Regions from separate parts of the Sus scrofa genome. Here region 2 is linked to region 1. The links are chromatin contacts, called in public HiChIP or PLAC-seq maps. All regions are on one chromosome and are shown on one strand. The core of a region is the stretch at or near the end of the contact, and the rest is flanking DNA. Distances in the headings are between cores, read along the strand shown. Region 1 holds the start of NFYA (nuclear transcription factor Y subunit alpha). Region 2 holds the start of TREM1 (triggering receptor expressed on myeloid cells 1).

Evidence for each region. HiChIP or PLAC-seq counts read pairs in DNA pulled down with a chosen protein or histone mark.
Region 2: an H3K27ac HiChIP or PLAC-seq map of alveolar macrophages shows a contact between it and region 1. The contact joins the promoter of TREM1 here to the promoter of NFYA in region 1. A contact is called at or near these places in 1 of 47 Hi-C or Micro-C datasets (epiblast stem cells) and 1 of 2 datasets of contacts at active chromatin or transcription factors (alveolar macrophages).

The regions. Positions count from the first base shown.
Region 1 is chr7:36,385,213-36,389,845 of Sscrofa11.1, reverse strand. It overlaps NFYA (nuclear transcription factor Y subunit alpha), which reads right to left and starts at 3,131. Exons shown (of 10, transcript NM_001243295.1): 1 at 3,017-3,131. OARD1 (O-acetyl-ADP-ribose deacetylase 1) reads left to right here and starts at 3,438. Exons shown (of 6, transcript XM_005665959.3): 1 at 3,438-3,574; 2 at 4,396-4,473. The coding sequence starts at 4,435.
Region 2 is chr7:36,529,416-36,534,240 of Sscrofa11.1, reverse strand. It overlaps TREM1 (triggering receptor expressed on myeloid cells 1), which reads left to right and starts at 2,445. Exons shown (of 4, transcript NM_213756.1): 1 at 2,445-2,552. The coding sequence starts at 2,504.

The DNA of each region.
Region 1 (4,633 bases), core at 1,882-4,381:
ACTTAGAAACCCATTCAGTGTGGACCCACACACATTTTAAAGCTAAGGCTCAGAAATCCAACCAACCCAGCCATAAGTAAGTGAATTACCATATTTGACAACCACTACCAGGTAGACCAGAACAGTAGCTTTCAAATTTTGACAAGGCTCAGTAAGAAACAAGAAACAAGTTTCATATCACAAATGCACATGCAACATATTAAGTAAAATGAAAAGTCTCAGTCAGGACTTAGAAGTGTAACATAAGATGCACTGTAACATTTTCCAGTCTATCGTAAAAATATTACCAGCACTGGCCCACTAAATTGACTTCACAACTCAACAAAACAGGTCCTGATCTGTTTGATAAAAGGCTAAAAATCAAAGAATTGTTCTGCTTCCCCATCATTCAAAAGGCTTCTGGACTGCAGTTCCTAATTTGCTCCTTAATCTCCACTAGGTGATAGGTGATGTACCACCTATCAGACACTGTCCTGAAGGTTTTAGAAATAAAAGGAAAACTCTGACGAAAATTCTAACTTCAAAGAGTCTTTAAACTTAGTAAAAAGTAAAAGTCTGTAATGAACCCCTGAGAGAGAAACAAAGCAATATGAAGTTTGGATGACAGAATTCTTCCAACTGGGGTAGATAAGAAGGCTTTAGAAAAACATGACATCTGATCTGTCTTAAGCATGAGAAGGCTTTGTCCATGTGATTGGGGTGGAGGGGAATGGAGTACTCCAAATGAAGACAGCATGAAGGGCAGAGAAGTTTCCACATATGAACAGCAGACTAAAAGGCCACATGTTGAGAGAAAGCTAAAGGCCAGATTACTGTCTCTCGAAATTCCAGGCAAAGAAAGTTCTGCGGGCAAGTGGAGTCTCCAGAGTGGTCTACAATGATCAGAGCCTAAGTGTCTCTTAAAGAAGTTCAGCAAAAATAGTTGCTGGTTTTAAAGTGACCAGCTATAACCATTTTTAAGTACCAGGGTATCTATCTAGTCCAAAGGCCAATGTATGTGTTCTAAAATCTAAGCCATAGTACACCATCTATTAATAGTTATTTTAAGAATTAAATAAATTTTTTAAATGATTTAAACAATCAAAAACTCATTCCAGAAAGTGAAAACAAAACCTGTCCCCAAATTTTTAGCAGTGGAGACAGTACTGGGTTAGCTTTCTGAAACCTACCAGTTGGATGACCTGCACATGAGATTATAAAAATGGGCACCATACACAGCCTACTCTATGTGGCAAGCACTGCTGTGCTACATGCTTCTCAAGTCCTGGAAAGGAAATCTCCCTTTCTTCCATCAACATCAGCCACTGCTGTGGAGCAGAACCCCATAAGCCAGAAACTTATTTCTCCAATCCTAGGGAGTTAAAAATGCTCCTGGATTTCTCCTGTCTGGATCGCCACAAAATAACTGCTTCTGAAAAATTCCCTGGCAAGATATACAAGCGTTTTTTTGGTTTGTTTGTTTGTTTTTACCAAATGGGCTTTCCAGCATAAACTCTTCCCCCTCCAACATACAGCAAAGTTTGGAGCGTTGGCACGTGCTTCTTTATGAGCAATGCTCTTCCATTTCTTATCGTCCGAAGAAATCCCATCATCCTTGCCAGTCCAAAGAGTGGCAATGCAGAGCCCTCCGAGGCTGTTGGTAGCTCAACACGTCAGTTGACCACGGAACTGAACTTGGTCCGGTTACAGCACAAAACCGTAAAGTATTAATTACTTGGTCACCTGTCAATCTCCACCAGGCTGGGGAGGTTCCTATCGACCTCCTTACCCACTCTCCTCTCAGCACATACATGGATGCTTGGTACACACCAACTGCTCCATGCTCGGCTGTCAACAGAGATTTTCTCTCACCCTAACGAAAATCCCACAAGACCATTAAGTTTCTATTAACACCAACTGAGAAAACGTCAACATACTAGCAAAAAATCAAACCAAGGGATGGTTGTGGACTGAGCTAATGAGTGAAGCCTGATACATTCAAAGCGACACAGAGAGGTGAAAGAAAAAGGACTGTACTACGTTCCTAAGGGAGCGAGAGTTCACAAGACCAAGCAACAAGAAAAAATGCCAGTGATATAAAAACAAGTTGTGCAGCTTCCGGGAAAAAGAATGCACAGGGCTCGCAATCTTCGAAGACTGAAGTTCCAGGCGCCGAATGGACAGGCCTTACAGCCCGGGCAAGAAAGGCAGACTGCTTGGTTGGGCTCCAAGACGGAGGTGTGCGGTTCTGCCCCGGAGATCCGGGCGGGGAGGAGAGGAAATGACGAGCCTAAAGTGGGTGGTAACGGCGCCTGGCTGGAGACCCGGGCCGAGCTGGGAGGAGGGGCGCAGCCAGACCGGGGAGTGGGCGCACTAACGGATCAAAGGGACGGCGGGGGCGGGCCGGCCCCCCCCTCTCCGCGCCGCACGCAAGGCCCCGTGGCCGGGGCGCGCGTCCTCCCTGGGTCTCCCTCCCGACTCAAGAGGACTGAGATACCCAGACCCGCTTACGGAGAAGTGGGGTGCGCGGGCCCCGCGGGGAGTGATTTCCCTTCCAGGGCTAGAGCGTGGTGAGTGCTAGGGCAGGCTAAAGAGTGAGGCCGAACGACCAGGAGAAAACCGCCGAGGCCCGGGCGCGCGTGTGTGTGTCTGTGTGTATACCTGAGCGTGGGGGCCTTCGTGGCAGTCAAACCCGCCACCCCCGGGCCTGGAGCTTGAGAACCTAGGCCTAAGGGTAGAAACAACCGGGACGCATGGCCAACTGGCCCTGACACCCTGCAAAGGGCTGGACCCCAAGGTGCCTGCTCCCGAGAGCGCCATCCCTGCGCGGGGCAGCCCTCTGCAGGCCTCGGCAGGGAGTACCCCGGAGCGCTTGCAGGCTCCAAGCCGAGGCCGCCAGCAGCCCCGCTCGGTTAGGCTCAGCTCGACTCCCCGGGCTCGACGGGAGCCTGGGCCTCTCCTGAGTGGTCAGCGAGACCCGCCAATCGGGGCGCTGGGGCCGGCTCTGGGCCGCTGGATATTGGCTCCTCACACTCACCGTGCCTCGCTCCCCCGGTTCGCTGCCCGCGCTGATTGGCTCCAGTACCGGACCCCGAAACCCAATCAGAGGCTCCAGCCGCCGCTGCCGCCGCCACTGCCGCTGCCTCGCAAAATGGCGAAGCCGAACAAAGGGGAATCGGGCCTCCCTCCAACTGCCTCCGCGCAGGCGCCTCTGAGACCACGCCCCCTAACCCGAGCTCTGGGCTCGCCCCATCCCCGTTGAGAGAGCACTGCGCAGGCGTACGATGAAGCCACGCCCACTTCCCTAATTAGATTCCTCCCCCGGCCGAAGGAATACGCAGGCGCTCTCTTGACGCGCCGGACCCTTCAACTCAAAACACCGCCCTGAGCACAGGACCACGCAGGCGCTAACCAATTCCTTTGCCAACTGCCCACCCCTTCTATGCGGCCTCTGGAGACACACCCCTGGGACTAATGCGCAAGCGCCGCTCTATCCAACTCGCGGCCGCTATCTCGTTACGCATGCCCGGGCGGCGGCGGGATACTCTACGGAGTTTACCGCCGGAAGTTCGGCGACCAGCACCAAAGAGTGCAGGTCCGGCTAGCTAGCTAGAAGGGCTCGTTTCCGCCCCACTCCCGGGTGGTGGGCGGCCATTTTAGGTGCGTGCAATTAAGGACTGTGGTGGGATTGGCTCTACAAGCGGACTAGTCCGCTGGTCCCCACCTACCAGAGCCCTTCCCCGCGGGGCGGGACCTCCTAACGGCGGACTCCTTTCCAGGTGAAGGGTACCTGGTACGTTGGAGCTTTGAACGAGGCTCCCCGCTCCCTCCCACGGGACCCCGGACAGGCCATTTGGCCTCGCTGATCCGCCCCAGGGTAGGAGAGAGAATGGGAGGCTTCTCTAAACTTCCCCCGTTTCCCCCCAAAGATAGGGGGGAGCTTTCCTTGAGAGGCCGCCTTCTGTTTTCTCGTGCTCGCTCCCGCTGTATACACGCCCGCCCCCGCCCCCGTCCCGTTTGCTCCCTTGTTGCGGCTTAACGGGACCGTAGCCTTGGCCCACCTTTTTGCTTCTGGGCCACACCCAATGCGGAAATACTTTTGGATCGTGCACCGAAAAGGAGACTGCGAATCCGCCTTGCTCCGCGCTGGCTTGGGGAGAGGAGGAGGCGTGTCTTCGGGCCGCCTTTCTCTCCTGGAAAGCGCGAAACGGGAGCGGAGCCCTGCCGCCCCCCAACCCAGGCGTCCGCTTCTCTTTCTTGCCCAGAAGAGTTTTGCATTACTTTTTGAAGGCTGAACGAACTCCCATTCAGCGATAGGTGGGGGGCAGAAAAGTTAGTAAGTGGGTGGTCGGGGCAGTCTGAATGTAATATATTCAGGTTGCCTAAGCATTTTCACTTCCTTTCCCCTTCTTATAGCTGAAGAAACACTTAAATTCTGGAAATAGCGACTCTATCATGGCCGGCAGCCCTAATGAAGATTCAGAAGGAAGCAGAGTGCGTAACAACTATTAACTTATTGGTGAACTGAAATTCAGAGTAATTGAGGTCAAAAGCATAAACACTTTTTAATTAAACCAATAATTGAATTGTCTTTTTTTCTCTCTTCTGTTGATTTCCTTTAGAAAGGCCAATAAAATCCTAGGCAGAGGCCGCT
Region 2 (4,825 bases), core at 1,196-3,695, 150 kb before region 1:
AGAAACTTTAGAAAATCTTAACTACAACGACCTCTGCAGGTATAATGGTAGGATTTACATTTCTTTATTATCATCTCTATTTTATAAATTGCTGCATTCAACAGTTTTAAGGTAGAACATGAACGTTAACCTTGGAAGTTTTTTTGTTTGTTTGTCTGTCTTTTTTTAGGGCCGCACCGGCGGCATATGAAAGTTCCCAGGCTAGGGATCAAATTGGAGCTATAGTCGCTGTCCTACGCCACAGCAACAGAAACACCACAGCAACCAGATCTGAGCCGTGTCTACGACCTACACCACCAGCTCAGGGCAATGAGGGATCCTTAACCCACTGAGGGAGGCCAGGGATCGAACTTGTGTCCTCACAGATATTAGTCAGATTGGTTTCTGCTGAGCCACAACAGGAACTCCCTTGTTTTTATCTTTTGCTTTTTCAGTTTGCAGACACGATAGCACCTTTTTGCTGTTTTCATACTTGAAGAGCATTCGGCTTGAGTATAAAATTCTAGAGGCAAGGTTTTCTTTATACATTCTCCCACTGTATTTGCTACTCAGAAAAGAAATTTGACTCCTGCTCATTTCAACCTTTTTGAAGGAATCAAGTTTTTTTTTTCTTTCTTTTTTTCCTGTTTGTTTAGCAGCAAGAGTGTTAACGAAAACTTTTTCAACACGGGAACTTTATAGTCTTGGTTTCACTTCATGAATTTTTCCTTGCCCAGGTTGAATTCTCTCAACCTCCAATTTCAGATTGCTTTTCAGATCTAGAGAATGTTTTTTTTTTGTTTGTTTTTTTTAAGTTTCTCTCTCTCTCTCTCTTTTTGCCACCCCTGGCATATGGACTTCCCAGGCCAGGGATCAGATCTGAGCTACAGCTGCAACCTAAGTGGATCCCTAACCCCCTGTGCCAGGCCCGGGATCAAACCTGCTTCCCAGGGCTCCCAAGATGCTGTCCCATCCTGTTGCACCAGAGCAGGAACTCCTAAAGTTTTTATTAAAATATAGTTGATTTACAATGTTGTGTTAGTTTCTGGTGGACAGCAAAGTGATTCAGAATATATGCATAGTCTTTTTTGTATTCTTTTCCATTATAGTTTATAACAGAATATTGACTATAGTTACCTGTGCTATGTAGTAGGACCTTGTCATTGATTTATTTTATGTGTAGTAGTTTGTATCTGCTAATCCCAAACTCCTAATTTATCCCTTCCTCCTCCTTTCCTCTTTGGTAAGTTTGTTTTCTACATCTGTGAGTCTGTTTCTGTTTTGTAAATATGTCCATTTGCATCACTTTTTAGATTTCAGGTATAAGTGATATCATAGGGTATTTGTCTTCCTCTGTCTGGCTGGCTTCACTTAGTGTAATAATCTCTAGGTCCATCCATGTTGCTGCAAATGACATCATTTTATCCTTTTTTATGGCTAAGTAATATTCCATTTTATATGTACACCATATCTTTTTTATCCATTCATCTTTCAATGGACATAGGTAGTTTCCAGGTCTTGGTGATTGTAAACAGTGCCGCAGTCAACACTGGGATGCATGGATATTGGAAAAAAAATTTTTTAATATATATTTTAACTTCATTTATGATCCACTGTCCCATGTTAAATTTCAAAAATATCCCTTATTAGTACATTATTTGTAGGTTGGATATCCATGATTTGTCCTTCACCATTTTTGAGCTCTTTGAAATGTCCTTATAGATTTTACATTTGGAAGTATTTCTGAAGTGAATCTTCTCCGTGACTGATTTTTTACCCTGTCGAATCTGCCTTTGATTGCTTCTAGTATGGAAGCTGCTGGATTTTTTTTTTTATTCCCTATGCCACAGCTACAGCAACACCACAGCAACCAGATCTGAGCCGTGCACAGGCCAGCAGCTGTAGCTCTGATTCAACCCCTAGCCTGTGGACCTCCATATGCCAGGGTGTGGCCCTGGAAAGCAAAAGAAAAAGCCAAGGGGAGCAGGGTGCAGCTGAGGACAGAATGCAGAAACAACACCCATGTTAGGTACAGTGCTGAGCGCTTTCCATGGGGCCCTCACCTAGTTCTCACAAAACCCCTAAAAATGAGGGCTTTTTATTCCAACCTCTGGCTCTGTGCATCTGGCACGCTTACCTGCACTGAACTGGATGGGAGCAGAGGGTGGGCCTCAGGAGAGCAAGGTGGGCTTCTGATCCCCGGATAACATTAACTCCTTACTCTGTTTACCCAGAAGTAGTGTTCTCACTAAGAGGTTGCTTGAAAAGAATCATTGTTATTATCCCCCAAGAACAGGAAACTGGGGTTTGGAGAAACTTCCTGGAGACTTGAGCCCTGTCTCGGATCCACGTTTGTTGTCTCTGACGTCTGGGGCCAAGGCAACTAGTGATGACAGAGCATCCAACCCAACACCTCCGAGAAGTGGCGTAATATCCTATTGCATAACTTTCTGGAGCTTCTAGTTAGAGTGTTCCTCACAGCTGTCCCATGAGGCGGGGGCAGTTGGGGCTGGTGCGCGTGACGATGAGGAGCGCTAGGCTCGGGAGGCTGCTTTGGATGCTCTTCATCACAGGTAAGATCGGCAAGAGATGCGAGCAGGTGAGGCTTCTTCCCTGGACCTGGGGTTGGGGAATCCCACCACAAGAAAGGTCTTTACTTCAGAGGCTCCAGGGCATGTGGCCACCCAAGGCGGCACCAAACCAGTGGGTATGCCAGGCCGGGTGCCCCAGCTTTACAGAATCAGGACTCACAGGGCCTGAGAACAGAACTAAAAGGGGGTAAGTTAGGGAAACAGGAGGTTGGTGCTTTTCCATGTCCTCGGGGACATGCAAACCCCTGGGTGGGAAAATAATGATGGAGTAAATCTCCACTTGACATGATCTAAAGGAGTTTTATTTGAGTTTTAAGTTATTTATTTATTTGTCTTTTTAGGGCTGCACTTGTGGCATACAGACATTTCTAGGCTAGGGGTCAAATTAGAGCTTACACCACAGCCACAGCAATGCCAGATTCTTAACCCACTGAGAGGGGCCAGGGATTGAACCCACTTCCTCATGGATACTAGTCGGGTTGGTTACCACTGAGCCACAACAGAAACTCCAAGTTTGAAGGTTTTCTTCCCCTTAGAGTCCTTCTTGGTTCTTCCGATGTTCACAGGCTGTTAAACCCCAAAGACATAGTTCATTCAATGGATGTTCCCCAGGGGCCAGCCAGGGGCCACGAAATATGTTATTGGCAAAAGGACACAGACGGGAACCAAAAAATGGGCCCATTTTCATGGAGGCCGTGATCCTGGGTCCACTGTCTGCTGGCCTTGCAGGGCTCTGTCACCCAGGCTCGGCAGGGCTGTTCCGTCTCTGGCCCTCACCTCTGACTGAACAGCTCACGCCTTCTCTAAAAATGCAAGCATTTGGGGGAGTTCGAGTTGTGGTTCAGTGGGGTAAGAACCCGACTTGTATCCATGAGGATTCAGGTTCCATCCCTGGACTTGCTCAGCCGGTTAAGGATCTGGCGTTGCTGTGGCTGTGGTGTAGGCCGGCAGCTACAGCTCCAATTCAACCCCTAACCTGGGAACTTCCATATGTCACAGGTATGGCCCTAAAGAAAAAAAAAAAAAAAAAAAAAAAAAAAACGGAAGCATTTGAAACTTGTGTTGCTCCTGCTTCTAATCCTTGCGAAGACACTGGGGAAATGATCAGAGAAAGGAAAAATGTCAACAGGGAGTGAAGAGAAAACTTTGCTTTGGAAGGACACAAAGATTCCAGGGAGAGGGTGTTTTCCGGGGAGCCCACTGCCTTGAGCAAGGTCACAGATGATCATCTGGCAAAGCCCGCACACCGATGCTGCTTATGGTCTCTCAGGAGCCGGGGCAGTAATCCAGATGGACACACAGGAGTTTGGGTCTCAGGGACCAGTGCATTTCCTCATGTCTTATTCATGTTCTTCCAAAGGAGCACTGGAAGATGATGGAAGGTTGACGACTGAGAGAAAACCAGTGGCTTTTTTTTTTGCTTTTGTTTTTTTCCCACAGTGTCCTGAGGGGGTAGGTTAGGGGTAACATAAAACTCCTTCTAGCTCCCGTATCCCAAAGGAATGGTTAGGCAGCTCTTCACACCAGGGCTGGCACAGCTCGAATTCCAGGCAGGCAGCTGCCTGGCCCATCTGGCTCAGAGGTTTAGAGCTGACCCTAGGGTCAGACTAATAGGGCTAGAATCCTGGGTGCACCCCTTTCTTCTATGGGACCTTGGGAAAATCACTTAACGACCTCTGCGTTATTAAATAACCTTTCTGTGCCCCAATTTCCTTAGCTCTCAACTGGGAATAACAGTGGTGTCAACCTTAAAAGTTATGAAGATTCAGGGAGATCGTATTTTAAACACTTAGCAATAAAAGGTATTTGCTATTCCTCTTCTCCTTTCTTTTTGGCTCTGCCCAAAACACATGGAAGTTCCCGAGCCACTGCAGTGACAACGCCAGATCTTTAGCCCCCGGTGCCACAAGGAAACACCTGTTATTTTTTTTTTATTAACATGTGATGAGGAACTCCTTTCTCACAATGGTGCAAAATTGATGCACAGAGAGCACTTCTCCATCAGTTTCTTACTATCTCCTTTCACAAGAGTCAGGCAGGTTTGTGTGCAATCTGTTTCCTGTAGCTTCTACTGTCTTAGTCCATCTTGGCAGCAGTAACAAAATGCCACAGACAGTGTGGCTTACAAACAACAGAAATTTACTTCTTCAAGTTTTGGAGGCTGGAAGTTCAAGGTCAGGGTACCAGTGTGGTTGGGTTTTTCGGAAGGTCCTCTTCTGGACTGCAGACTGCAGACTTCTCACTGTGTTGTCATG